Linked DNA regions of Cricetulus griseus: region 2 is linked to region 1. A link is a contact called in public Hi-C data. All regions are on one chromosome and are shown on one strand. The core of a region is the stretch at or near the end of the contact, and the rest is flanking DNA. Distances in the headings are between cores, read along the strand shown. Region 1 holds the start of LOC100752419 (quinone oxidoreductase-like protein 2). Region 2 has its middle 14 kb from the start of Tex35.

Region 1 (7,159 bases), core at 1,639-4,138:
CTAATGAAGCCGAATGTGCTTCTGCTGTTCAGTCAGAATCACAATCAAACTTGAAATCTTCCCGGATTATAAACCTGAACCACCATACCTGGCTCATATGTGTTGCTTTATAGTTCAACATACAGTATTAAAGATAGGAGAAAGCACATAATGAGGTCATGTGACCCTTTTGAAGAACATCAAGAAAAACTAGGGATGTAGTTCTTGAGCTACTAAAAGCAAAGAGTTAATGATTCAGACTAGGAGGTGAAAGCTTGGCACAGATAAAAGCAATGTCATGTGCAAAAGCCCTGTAACAGAGACAAAAGAAAAACCAGTGAGCCTAGAACATAAAGAGGAGAAAGAGACAAGGGAGCAAGAGAGTGAGAACACAAGACTACACCAAGATTTTAGGGATGAACTTAGGACTTCGAACTTCATACTAGATATAACAGGATGCCACTGAGGGTCTAAGTATAGACAACTATGGTAGGAACATGAGGAGGACATCCTAGAGTCCTGTCTTCTATGCTCTTGGCAAAGCCATCACTGAGGCAGAACTGCAACCACATGGCCAGTAGTATCTCTAAACCAATGGTTCTCAACGTTCTAATGCTGTGACCCTTTAATGCAGTTCCTCATGTTGTGATAACCCCCAACCACAGAACTGTTTCATTGCTACTACATAACTGTAATTTTGCTACTGTTATGAATTGTAATGTAAATATATGATATGCAGAATATCTGATATGTGACCCCTGTGAAAAGGTAGTTCGATGCCCAAAGGGATCTCAACTCACACGTTGAGAACCACTGCCCTAGACCTTTAGAGGAGCCAGTGAGTCTCAAAAAGTGGTTAGTGCTGACCATCCTTGGCATCCCCTGGGAATTTCTTAGAAACTCAAACTTCATCAGGTTTCTGCCTTTAATGACAGCATGGAGAAGACAAAGCGAGGCAGATCTCTGTGAATTCTAGGCCAGCCTGATCTCAACTCATAGTGAGTTCCAGACTAGCCAGAGATACATAGTGAGACTCTGTCTTAAAAAAAGAAAAAGAAAGAAAGAAAGAAAGAAAGAAAGAAAGAAAGAAAGAAAGAAAGAAAGAAAGAAAGAAAGGAAGAAAGAAAGAGACTTCAAACTTTCGGGCCACACCCCATGCTGAATCAGACACATGAAGTCAAGGCTCAGCAATCTGTCTGAACAGGCCCAGATGACTCTGGTGCTCACCGGAGAACACATGCCAGCAGGGTTTGGAATCCCTGAAGATGCCAGTCCCAATTCCAAACGAATGATATATACTTGTTTAAATGCATCATAGAGGTGGCAGGGTGGTTAGAAGCCATTTTTCATCTACAAAAATCATCCATTTTTTAATTCTTTTTTGTTTTCCAGAGACAGAGTTTCTCTGCACAGCCTTGGCTGTCCTGGAATTTATTCATTAGACCAGGCTGAACTCCAACTCACAGAGCTCCGCCTGCCTCTGCCTCCCAAGTGTGCCAACACTGCCCACAGCATTTCTCAATTCTTTAGGCAGGTGCCACATGCCAGGGTCTATTCCAAACTGGAGGGAGTTAATGGTGAATGAAGACAGCTCTCACAAGCTAACTCCTTACAAAACAAAACAGCTCCTGCCCAGCCCTCTTAGCCTTGAAAAACCGGAGTAGTGGTTATTGACCAGTGGACAGCACTCACATGTCCTCAAGGCACTCCATTTTGGTTTTAAGAATAATTTAGCCAAGAATGGTAAAGCATTTCTGCATTCTGGAGGCTGATGCAAGAAGATCACCAGTTCAAGGTCAGCCTGGATTACATGGTGTGTTAAAAAAAAAAGCACCGATTCCCTCAGAAAGGAATGATTCAAGATGAGCTCTGGGCACATGAATCCGGAGAAGCAGAGTGGCCGCTATCACATGTTCTTCCAAATAATCCATTTTAACCACAAGCTCCATTCTGGTGACCTTTAGGGCTGCAGCTGCATTTCTGTCTCCCATCAGCGATTCCTAACGTGAAGACGTTTGCCTACTCCACCCTGTTTCAAGTTCTGCATTCTGCACTATGTATTTGTCACATACTGTCACCATAGTGGTCACTAAGCAAAGCCAAGGTGACTTTCACATATCTGGGTAAGAGCCACAACAGGGAAAGAATCCCATTCCAAATTACTGTAGGACGTCAGAGGGGCCCAGGCATGTATTCACTGAGACAGATAGGGGTTTGGGAGAGAAGGGCGGGCGGATAATTTGACGCTGACACTGAAGAGGGGCTAAGCAAAGCATAAGGGTCCTTTATCTGTATTGTTATGTAAAGTCGTGTGTAAATCAGATGCTGTTTCTAAGGCAACTGCTCTGGAGCTTTAGAAAGGGGGCCTATACTTGAGTTCTGGGAGACGGCTTCCTTGACACTTCTGGCCTTTCTGTGAACCTTGAAAGGGCTTGACCCTCCAGCCCAGAGTGAGTGCGCTCCAGCCTCCGGGTCACCCCCTATGCTTGGGAACTAGAATCTTGACTGCGGCGGGATGCCATTCTAGTGCGTGGCCGAGATAGACGGAGGTTTTGAACCATACGTGGAGGCATCCGGAGGTCAGGCCTGTCACCCTACCTCGTGTGGCCCGAGAGGGGAGGAAGCCATCTCTTCAATGATCAGGGGATGTTTCAACTCGGCGCAGAGTGCGGCGCGGTAGTGCCGGCCCTGGCTCTGCGCGGCTCGCCTGCAACGAAGGAAAAGGGGATTGGTTTTCTCTGGCGTATCCAGGGGCCGGTACTGGGGGGTTCTGGGGAAGAGTCGGGCTTGCACCTGCACAGCCATGCCAGAGGGAGGTGCCGTGCACACAGCCGCGCCGCCATGACCAGCAGAATGTCGCGAGGGGCGTGGCCAGCTCGTGGCAGGAAGAGCCCGTGGGGAGAGCGGAAAGGCGTCCGAAGACGCGCCCCGGGCGACCCGCCGACCCAGCGGGCGGAGCTCAGATGTCCCAGCCAGGGGCTGTTAGCCCCACCTTGCTCCTAAGGCTAGAACACGGGGCGCACAGCCCTGAAGCCCGGACTCGGTGCTGGAGAGCAAATAGGGAGCATAAAGAAAAATGACTCGATTACCCCAGGTTAACCTTTTTGTTGAGAGAGGGTCTCACGATGTAGCTCTCGCTGGCCTGGAACTCACAGTTTTGAGCAGGCTGGCCTAGAACATGTGATCTTCCTGCCTGTTTCCTGGGTGCTGGGACTACAGCTGCATGTGCCTGGGAGACTGTTAAATTCGTTTTTGGCCCCTGACCATGTTGGCGCAAGCCTTTAATCCCAGCACTCTGAATTGGAGGCCAGCCTGGTCTATACAGTGAGTTCCAGGACAGCCAGGACTCCACAGAGAAACCTTGTCTTGAGAAACAAAACAACAAAATCCGTTTGAGTGACATTTCAGCAGTAGTTCTGGGTTCTTTGTAAGGAAGAAGTTCTAAATGCATAGGTGAGTCCTTTGATGTCTGCATTCGAACACCTTGCTAGTGTCCCTGCTACTAATTTTCTCACACCGGATTAATTATGATAAAACTATACCGTTACTAATGATCTGGTGTTAGCTGAAACTAAGCAAATCCAAAGAGAATGTCCAATTAGAGACAAGCCAGCTGGGCACACTCCTGTAATCCCAGGACCCAGGAGACAGAGGCAAGAAAACCAAACATAATGAGACCCTGTCTCAAGTAAAAATAAAAATAAGCTTACATGGTGGCAAACGCTTTTAATCCCATCACTCAGAAGACAGAGATAGGTGAATCTCTATAAATTTGAGGCCAGCCTGGTCTGCATAGCCAAGGCTACATAGCTGAATTGTGTCTCAAAATACTAACTAATGAAGAAGGCCAAAACTTAATGGTTTTCATGTACCAAAGGCCTGTCTATATTAGGTTTAACATTTAGTAAATGTGATTTAGTGACCACATAATCCCTAGGTGCATAGGTACACCCTGGAAGAACTAAAAGCAGCATTATTGTATATGTGAGATTGTATATAAAACTAGTTAGGAGTTGGCAAGATGGCCGAATGGGTAAAGGTGCTCATTAAAAGCTTGACAGATGAATTCAATCCCCAGAACCCACATGGTGGAAGGAGAGAACTTACACCCAAAAATTGTCCTCTGAACTCCAAAGGCTGGCCTTAATGATATAAGTATACACACACACAATAAATGGTATGTATATTAATAATTTTATTTGATGTTATCATTAAATATATAATCAAATAAATTGTTGCATTACATATAAAATATATATTACATATTAAAAATAAACTGGTCATATGTACTTACAACAGCAACCAAATATATGCCAGCAATAGATGAGAGGTATGTGATATTCTGGGGAGATTGTATCATTGGATAAATAGCATTTAATGACAGCACAGTGTTTTATGAAACCCTGTAGTAACAACTCTTTGACCACCTCCTTAATGGTTTTCACCCTCAATTAACTCTTCCATAAAAAGAAGGCATTGAACATGAATGGACAGCAGTTAAATGAAGGGAAACTGTAAAGCAAAAGTTTTACAGAGCCGGGCAGAGGTGTTGAACGCCTTTAGTCCCAGCACTTGTGAGGCAGAGGCAGGCAGACCTCTGTGAGTTCAAGCCCAGCCTGGTTTACAAAGTGAGTTCTAGAACAGCCAGTGCTACACAGAAAATCCCTGTCTCAACCTCCCCCCACACACACACAAATAAAAGCAAAAATGAAGTAAGAATGCATTTCTGAAATTATGCTCTAAAGGCTTTGATGGTTGAGGAACCCAATACCAAATAACCACTTCAGGTGTACAGTAGAGGACACTGTCATTATAATAGCATCCACTGGGAATTTTTAGCTTCACACACAACAGAATGTCTAGAATGTGAAAAGATTTTTTAAAAACCTGTGTTTCCAACAAGGCAGACATGAAAGCACTCTGTAAACTGCTAATCATTACGAATATTGATGGAACCAGGAGCAGGAGCTGGAGCTCAGTGCCGCAGTGCTTGCCTAGCATGCTGGGTTCAATCCTCAGCAACTTTAAAAAAGAAAGAACCCAGATTTATGGAGAAATACAATGTCACTACCAAATGGCCATTCTTAGGTTAGTAGTATAGAGCGCCAACCTAGCCTGTGAGGCCCTAGGTTTGGTTCTAAGCACAGGACACACACACACACACACACATACACACACACACACACACACACACACACACACATACACACACACAAAATGATCTTAGTACCAGAAAACAGTCAACAACAAGAAATCTCAAATTTATGATATATGATATAACCAGAATTGTTTGCTCTGAGTATTAATTGTTATTGCTTTGTAGACCAGGCTGGCCTTAAATTCACAAGAGATCCAATTGGTACCTCCAGAGTGCTGGGATTAAAGGTATACACCACCACCCAGCTCTAGCAACCATTATTTTTTATTTATTATTATTATTTTTTTTTTTTTTTTTTTTTGCTTTTTTTGGAGACAGGGTTTCTCTGTATTGCTTTGGAGTCTGTCCTGGAAATCACTCTGTAGACCAGGCCTAGCAACCATTTCTTAATCTTATTTATATTTACAGTATTTGTATAATACTTGACACTTACAAACATTTAATAGATATATATCTAATGAATTGTTGAATGAGAGTTCAGTTATCCAGTATTAATTTTCCAGATAACTAGAAGTAACTTTAAGTATTAAGTCTTTTATTTTCAGGTAAGTGCTTTTGATAGAAATTTTTTCATGTGCAAATATGTAGGAGGAGGAACGTATGTGTGGTGTATGTTTGTGTATGCATAAGGGTGAACATGCCTGTACTTACGCAAAGGCCAGAGGAGGATGGTGGGTGTGCTGATCTTTCACTTTCTGTCTTATTCCTTCAAGGCAGGGTCTCTCACTGGCCTTGGAGGAGCTGATAAGCAAGGCCCAGAGGGGCCTGCTCCTCCTGTCTCCACCTCCCAAAGACCTACACATGACTGACCACTCCGGGCTTTTTAGGAGGGTTCTAGCATTAAACTCTAGTCTTCATGCTTATACAACAAGCACTTTTACTCACTGAGATATCTCTCTAGCCCCAGAAAAATGTTCTATTATTGTTTTCACAAAATTCTGCCAATCCCAGAGACAATGAAGATCAATGAGTATAAGGAAATCTTTCAGTACTACATTCAACATTTATAAAACTATCTGAAGAAATTAGTAGACATCTATTTAAGAAGAGTCTTGAAAGGTGTTGAAAGTATTTTAGGTAGAGCTGATCTGAGCACTGATATGTAAAAGAAGTTTCACATTTACAGAGTGCAGTCAAAAGGGCGGCAGGCTATTTAATAGTAGTTACCATGGTAGCAAAAGAAACATCTAGCCACCACACCTTACTGTCTACTTTTAGCTATTGTTTCTGGTTGTCCTGGTTATTTAGTTTTATTTGGAAGTAAGACAGAAAGAAGAAACGAAAAGAATAAAAGTTGAGTCCTGTAGGAGATTAACATCAAGCTAAATTCAAACCATCATCAGTCTTCTCCAAAGGAGGCGGGAGATCCATGGCTGCCCTGCAAACCAGCTTGAGGGCTCATTAGGGAAGTAAAAGAGTAACAGATGATCTTCCTTCTGCTACAAATCACACGAAGAGATAATATTTAACATCCAGGAGCTGCTTGGAGGGCTGGGGGGAAAGAAGCAAGCCAAAGCTGGATACACAAACCTCTCTGTTTTCACAGAATAGTAGACAAACAATAGAAGCTCAATATAGGGTGTTTCTGGGAATGTACAAGAATCCTCCACAGCAAAAATGTGCTAACCAATAATGCTTCTTGAAAAGAGAGGCTGTCTCTGCTGCCTCCAAGTTCACCTCCATGTCTAGCACATAGCAAATACCCAGTGAATGTTAAGAGGGCGGGTAGTAAGAAGCTCAACAAACTGTATAGGAAAACTATAATTGAAGTCACAAATCCCAAAGGTTTTTGTTCATCTGTTTGTTAGGATTTATCTATTATTTATTTGTGTGTGTGTGTGTGTGTGTGTGTGTGTGTGTGTGTGTGTGTGTGTACATCCATGAGTGTATGTGCAACCCATGCAGGAATCCATGGAGGCCAGAAGAGGGAGTCAGATACCCTAGAACTGGAGTCAGAAGCAGTTGTGAGCCCTGTAGTTTCTGGGGATAGAATTTTCAAAGAGCAGTAAATACTCTTAACTG
Region 2 (7,159 bases), core at 3,451-5,950, 330 kb after region 1:
TCTAACCAGCCCCCTACACTCCAAAGGAGCAATGTCTCTTCAAAGACCCTTTACAAATTGGAGATGAACTGGGCATGGTGATGCTTGTCTTTGATTACAACACCTGAGGAGCAGATCTCTATGAGTTCAAGGCCAGTGTGATCTATAAATCAAGTTCTAGGCCAGCCAGAGTGATGTAGTGAGAACCTGCCTAAAACAAACAAACAAAAAGCCCACAAACAACAACAAAAACAAATTAGAGATTAACCGGTTACCACCAGCCTGTCCTATGCCCACCTCACGTCCCTAAGTGAGGCAAGCTTGAAACGAGAGAGAAGAAATGTAGAAAAAACAGTATTGTAATGACCACCCCACCACTGTGTGTGACTCTCTGGTTTTGGTCTGACAAGTCTCTGTAGTCACTGAACACCAATTCTTCCATCATTTTGTTGGCTGCTTCCACTTTTAGACAATTTAATCAGTCAAGTTTGTAACAGTTACAATGCAAATGCATTTAGTGCTTCAGATACACATCTTAAAACAAAAGCCAAAACACAACTTGGGCTTTGTTATTCCAGGAAGTTTGTAGTTTTAAAGGAGAGATGGTAAACATATTCTGTAAGCATCGGAGCTGTGATAGAAAGGAATTCTGGCAGTCAGGAGCCAAGGAATACCACAAAGCATAGCAGCCCACAGCCCAGCTCAGTTGTTCCCACCCACTCTGCTCAGGTGTGTGTCGCCCCTCCCCCCTCCTGAGTTTAACAACTCTGCAATGCTAGTAGAAGGTTTCTCTCTGGGTTCCAGCAAAAAGTTCTCTCCCAAACCTCATTCAAGAGATGTATTGGAAGAATCTAGGAAGATGGCCTCCTCTGCTGTGGTGGAAAACACAACTCCCAACTGAACAGGCACAGGACTTATATAGGGCTTCTTAGAGGTGGAGTTTTTCCAGGGTGGAGATTTCAGGGTGGGAGTTGGTTGGATTTTAATCCCTGACCTTGGACAAGCTCGGAGATTGGCAGGATTTCATGCTCAGGGATTGGCTGGTTTCATGTTCAGGCATTGCTGGGTTTTCCTGCTTAGGGGTTGGTTGGTTTTTGTACTGAGCTTGTCAGTGTGTTTCTTTGCCTCTGTTTTCAGGGCCAAAGTATGTTTCTTTCACTGGCCCTTTTTTAACCTTTTGGCTCTTGTTTCAAGGCCAGGGTGTGTTTCTTTGTCTGGCCCTTTTACTCTACATACGCCACATAATATATATTCTAGAGCATCTATAATTAAGTAGAGTAACCAAACATGAGGCAAACAGGAAACAGATGGGCTAGCCCTGTCCATGATTCTATCTCCACCATTAACAGACTACTACAAATGGAATGACTTGAAGCAAGAAGAAATGTGTCTTGCTTTGCTAATGACAAAGTGTCAGAGGACTTACATTACTGCTGGAGGCTTTGTGGGAGAATCTGTCCTTGCCTTTCCCAGCCTCAATGGCTGCCTCCATTTCTTAGCCAGTGCCCGCCTCCCTCCCTCAAACCATCTACAGCTGGGTATGGTCTGTCTCAAGTTGTATCATGGCAACGTGTCTCACCTTTCCTTCCTTCGGCTTTCTCTAAGACTTTTGTGATTACATTGAGCCCACTTAGATAACCTAGAATGTTCTCATTATAGTCGGTGATTAGCCACATAATGTAACTGAAGACTAAAACTTGGGTGTCTTTGGAAAGGCATACTCTGCTTACCATTGTGTCATCTCAGACTCTACCCCTGCCAAACGACCAAGCCCACAAACATTTTTGGAATGATGTGATGTTATTTAGGGTGATGGTTTTCAATCAGGCCCACAAACTCCATCACTACCCTTTCACTAAAGGAATCTAATCATTCTCCCCTTGTGGGATAGATGTAGTAACTAATAACAGAACAAGGTAGAAACCATGCAGGTTACTTCGGAGATACAGTGGCTTCCTTCCACCTTGCTGCCTTGGGAAGCTAGCTGCCATGCTTTGAGGCCGCTGAAACTGTCCTTGGCAAGGGACTGAAGCCCCAAGAGCTATCTAACATACCATGTGAGAAGTAGGTCTCAGAGTGGGAATTTTGCTCAGTTGATTTATTAGACAACATGCAGAAAGGACACAGATCCTCAGTGCTGCATAAAACTGCCCCAGTCTGCCACTCCAATCTCTTTTAGAAGGGCACTAACTCCATTCACAAGGGCTCTGCCTTTAGCCAGGTTGTTATTGCCAGCAGACAGTCATTGGAGAGCTAATTGCCTCCAAAGGCATCGCCTGCGCATTTTAGAGGCAGATGACCGACGATCTAAACTACCAAATCTCCCTCCTCTTACACCATGGACAACCTTTGGACTCTAACCCATGGCCTGTACTGTTTTCTAGGGACCTACTTCTCTTCTTTCTTGGGATATTGAGGGTTGAAATAAGTGTGTTTTTCTCAAGCCTGAGGCCCCAGACTTGGCACACTACTCATGTAGTCCTTGATCAGCAATCAGCCTTCAAGCCTCTGAAGATGAAATGGTTCTGGTCTAAAGTCTACATTCATTAATGACAGAAAAGGAAACCCGCCTGGAACACAACAAAAAGGCCCTGTGACCCTAAAATACAACCCCTCACCCTGGTCCTGTTGTTCCTTTAAAAAATAAAAACAAAACCTTCCCCTCTGAATCAAGTGTCTATAATATAATTTGGTTAATTAAAAATGTTTCCCCACTTTTCTGCTTCTTAGCATTCTGCTAGCTCATTATTCCTAGCATGGTTGAGATGAGAATGTAAATTTGTTTGAGAGGAACCAATGTTAACTTTACTAGAAAGAAGTATGAACTTGAACCATGATTCTCAAATCACAGTCTCTGACAGGTGACCCTAAGTCTCAGGATTCAAGCTGTGACCTGCCCCCAAGGCTCTATCTACCTGTCTCTTTGGGACCTCCTTGTCCTGCCACACTCCACACAGCCACCAATAAATTTCCCCACCTGTGCCCCCAAATCTCTTCTTGACCCAAAGTCACAACAGAGGTCATTGTCCCTGCTTGGTTTTCTGACAGCCAGAGCACAGGGGGATCCCTAGCCCAACGCTGGACCTTAGTCCCCAGCAGGATTCCCTTTAGCCCATCTGTCTGCCTGTCAACTTGGTGCCCTGGATGAGCCATCCAGGAGACCTGGAGTGTAAGAGAGTGCCGAGTCCCCCTGAGCAGCTGGCCTGGCACTCCTGTCAGAGCTCTATGGGTTAGTTTGAGGATCCCTGAGAAGATGAATAAAGTGCAAAGCCCAAAGCAATCGAGGGAGGAAGCTGTCTTTCCTCTGTATCATCCCATTTGTTTGTTTGTTGTCTCCATAACTGACTGAGACTGCACATACAACTTTGCTGAGGATCAAAACCAGGCTTTCACATATAAGAAAATGTTTTTCTGCTCTTCCAGAGGACCTGAGCTCAATTCCCAGGACCCACATGGAAGCTCACAATTATCTATAACTCCAGTTCCAGGGGAATCTGACACCTTCACACCAAGGCACATAAATTTTAAAAACTTAAAAGAACAAAGTGTTCTTCCACTGAACAACATTCCAAGCCCCATGTTCTACCTCTGGCAGCTCCAAACACTTTCCTAGAAGAGTTTAAAGTGAGTGAAGACAGAAACTATACAAAATTCATTGATTTCCCTCCACTTCTGCTACATTGACATTGTGGACAAATGTATGCATTTACAAAGATATTGCTACCACTTAGTCTTTTAGGCTTGGCATTTTCTGTCTTTCTCATAGCAAACAAGCAACCAAGTTCCATGGGACTCCCCCTACCCCTGTTTTGGTTTTGATTTTTGTTTTGTTTTTTGGTTTTTGGTTTTTTTTTGTTTGTTTGTTTTGTTTTTTTTGTTTTTTTTGGTTTTTTTTGTTTTGTTTTGTTTTGTTTTTTCAAGACAGGGTTTCTCTGTGTAGCTTTGGAGCCTATCCTGGCACTCGCTCTGGAGACCAGGCTGGCCTCGAACTCACAGAGATCCGCCTGCCTCTGCCTCCCGAGTGCTGGGATTAAAGGCATGCACCACCAACGCCCGGCCTGTTTTGGTTTTGAGATAGGGCCTTATGTACTGCTCTGTGCAGCCAGGGTCTTGGGGGACATCTCTCCAGCCTACTTCCTGCTTCCCTGTGCTCCACACCCTTGCTCTCCTGGACAAGCCTAGGACCCAGATGATGGACAGGTGAATATTGAGGCCGGTTGTCCAGTTGGGTTTCTTTCCCTAGGAATTTGGAGTAGGATACAGTTGACTCAGTTGGCCTGCAGAGATGAGAGCTGGGAACTCAATTAAAACAAAGCAAAAGGAACAAGCAAAAGCTGCTGTAAGGATGGAGTGTGGCCCAGCACTGCCTTTCCTGCACTCAAAGGCCTTCAATGCACAGTCTCACCTTCCAAACACCTTGCCTAATCACAGCTATGTCAGGGTTGCAACAAAATGAACTCTGGTCTGCTTTAATGTGGGAGAATAAACAAATGATCTATGGCTGTTTGGGGAAGCAAGGCTGGCTGTGTGTGAAACAACATGAAAACGCAAGCATGGTATGGAGAATGGCCACTGGCTTGCAGAAGATAAGGAGGGGTCCCTTATGACAGCATCTTTTGCCTATAACCTCAGTGACAATGATAACAGAGAAGGAACAACTGGCTCACCGAGCCCACCCACAGACAACAGGTGCTGTTGCTGGAGGCCCTGACTCAGGCATCACTTAGGGTGAGTCATTTGGGAGCAGTTAGGGAGAGGAGGGCTGGGCATCCAGGGGGAAGAGGCCAAATGTGTCATCTGTTCTCCATCACTGCTACAGACTTGACACAGTACCTGCCCGGAACCCCTCTTGTGTCACAATGTGGGAAAGGAGGGGCTTAGACACCCACCACCACATTCTCAGCCTAGACCAACCCCTCTCGGTCCCAACAGGGCTGACTGCACTCCATTTCAGTGAATATGGGGACCCCAACTATCTGTCTAAGAGTTTCCCCAACTGGCCTCAGGAGTTCCTTCCCTAAAGCCTCCAGCAGCCCACCCCAATATTTCAAAGACCAAAGATGATTTAATACACTTAAGCCAATAAATGTTGTTCAACCACTATGTAATGCAAGACAAAAGTTAGATGGTAATCTGAATAGATGTAGAAAAAGCAGTTGTCAAAATTCAACATCTTTTATGCAAAAAAAAAAAGCTCTGAGCAATATAACTCAATATAACAATTAGGCAATGTATAACTCCACAGCCACAGCCAATGTCACAACCAATAGGGAAATGTTAACACTTCTCTTTTGAGAGGAGGAGCAAACCAAGAATACTTATCCTCACTGTTGTGTCAGAAGTTTTACACAAAGCAATTGGACAAATAAAGACATCCAAATAGAAAAGTATCTCTGTTGCAATCAGATTTTAAAAGTGGTGAGCACAGTGTTGCTGGTTGTGGGTGTTAACTGAGCAGAGATGAGCAACTCTGGGAGAGTTTCTAATACAGTCTTTCTGAGGGCAATTTTAGAATATCACATGCAGTAAAAGATATCAAAAATTAAAATATGTGTTAAGATTTAACTAGAAGGCTCCCCAGAGTTAGTTATATATTTAAAAGTTGAAAACAGGGAGGGAGAGGGAGAAGGAATTGACATGTGAAGCAAGCTTGTTCCTAATTTGGACTAATAAAAAAAAATTTAAAAAGTTGAAAACAATGTAAGAGGACACCAGTTTGCTAAATTATGGCATGATCACAGACTGGAATGCTCTACTGATATTAAAAATTATATATTGTTAGCCAGGAGTGGTGGTGCATGTCTTTAATCCCAGAACTTGGGAGGCAGAGGCAGGTGAATCTCTGAGTTCGAGGCCAGCCTGGTCTACAGAGCAAGTTCTAGGACAGTTAGAGATACACAGAGAAATCCTGTCTTGAAAAACATGTGTGTGTGTGTGTGTGTGTATGTGTGTGTGTGTGTGTGTGTGTGTGTGTTATGTTTAATGAGGCAAGAAGTAGAAAGGAGAGGCAGGCAGATCTTTGTGTGACTTTAGGGCCAGCCTGGTCTACATAGTGAATTCCTGCCAGACAGGGCTACATAGTAAGATCCTGTTTCATATATATAAGATTATATATATGATTAATGATATAGTATTAAGCTATTAGCATATGGGCCCCAGGAGCTGGAGAGACAGTTCAGCAGTTAAGAGCACTTATTGTTCTTGTAGAGGACCCAGATTCAATTCCCAGAACCCACATCGAGGCTGGCAATCACCTGTAACTCCAGCTTCAGGGGATCTGATCTCTTCTGACCTCCTCAGGCACCAGGCACACATGTGATGCATATGTGTACACAGAGGCAAAACACTCACATACATAAAAGTCTTTTTTTAAAAAAAGATGGCTCTCAGGCTGGAGAGATGGCTCAGCAGTTAAGAGCACTGACTGTTCTTCCAGAGGTCTTGAGTTCAATTCCCTGCAGTCACGTGGTGGCTCACAACCACCTTGAATGAGATCTGGTGCCCTCTGCTGGCGTGCAGGCAGAAGACTGTATACAAAATAAATAAATAAAATCTTTTTTAAAAAAATATGGCCCTCTGGTGTTAAAACCCATGTTTGTATGATGCTGGTCACAGTGGCATCTTCCCATGGCTTCAGCCAGCTTCCTCTCTCCCTGGGGTCAGAGAGACATCTGACATCTAGTCACAACCAGCTGGAGTTGTCCTTTCCCATGTTGTTAGCTCAGGGCACCCTTCAGCTCAGAACTTCCCAGTGTTTCCTTCTCTTAGAGAAAAACCTGAAGCCTCCATGCACCGGTCTCCATCTTCACCACTCCCAGCCCCGGGCTGCTTTTGCCTTTTCAGCTCTAGCCACACTGGTCTCCTAGCATTTCTTCAAATGTACCATGCACACACTTCCTTCAGGCCCTTCTCTCTCCTCCACTGCCACAGAGCTCTCTGGGGGGGGGGGGGATTACCTTGTTCTTGTATGTAAATAGTAGTTCTCACTCCCAGAATTCCTTGCTTTCCTTGCCTCCTCAGGCCTTATCCGCTGGCCCCAGCTTGCTTGTCACCAACCCTGCAGAAAGCATAGCCCCTGTGTTTGTGTCTGTCTTCTCTCAAGGGCAAGCTTCTTAGAGCAAAGTTGGTACTGTCACCCCTATACTTGGGTGGCAGTGACAGGAGCAGGGATGGGGGTAAA

The links. Hi-C and Micro-C count contacts between places; a contact is called where the count stands out from the background.
Region 2: a Hi-C map of the CHO-K1 cell line shows a contact between it and region 1, with 2.6 times the contacts expected there. The contact joins the enhancer-like site here to the promoter of LOC100752419 in region 1. A contact is called at or near these places in 2 of 8 Hi-C or Micro-C datasets (the CHO-K1 cell line and fibroblasts).

The regions. Positions count from the first base shown.
Region 1 is chr5:34,448,285-34,455,443 of CriGri-PICRH-1.0, forward strand. It overlaps LOC100752419 (quinone oxidoreductase-like protein 2), which reads right to left and starts at 2,889. Exons shown (of 10, transcript XM_027417285.2): 1 at 2,773-2,889; 2 at 2,578-2,686. The coding sequence starts at 2,822.
Region 2 is chr5:34,773,236-34,780,394 of CriGri-PICRH-1.0, forward strand. No RefSeq gene overlaps it. Among named protein-coding and RNA genes, the nearest start is that of Tex35, 14 kb to the left of the region's middle. Within about 2 kb of position 4,701, at least 1 of the 6 cell types and tissues checked has open chromatin away from gene starts, as enhancers often do. A contact at or near this core is called in the CHO-K1 cell line, where this site is marked.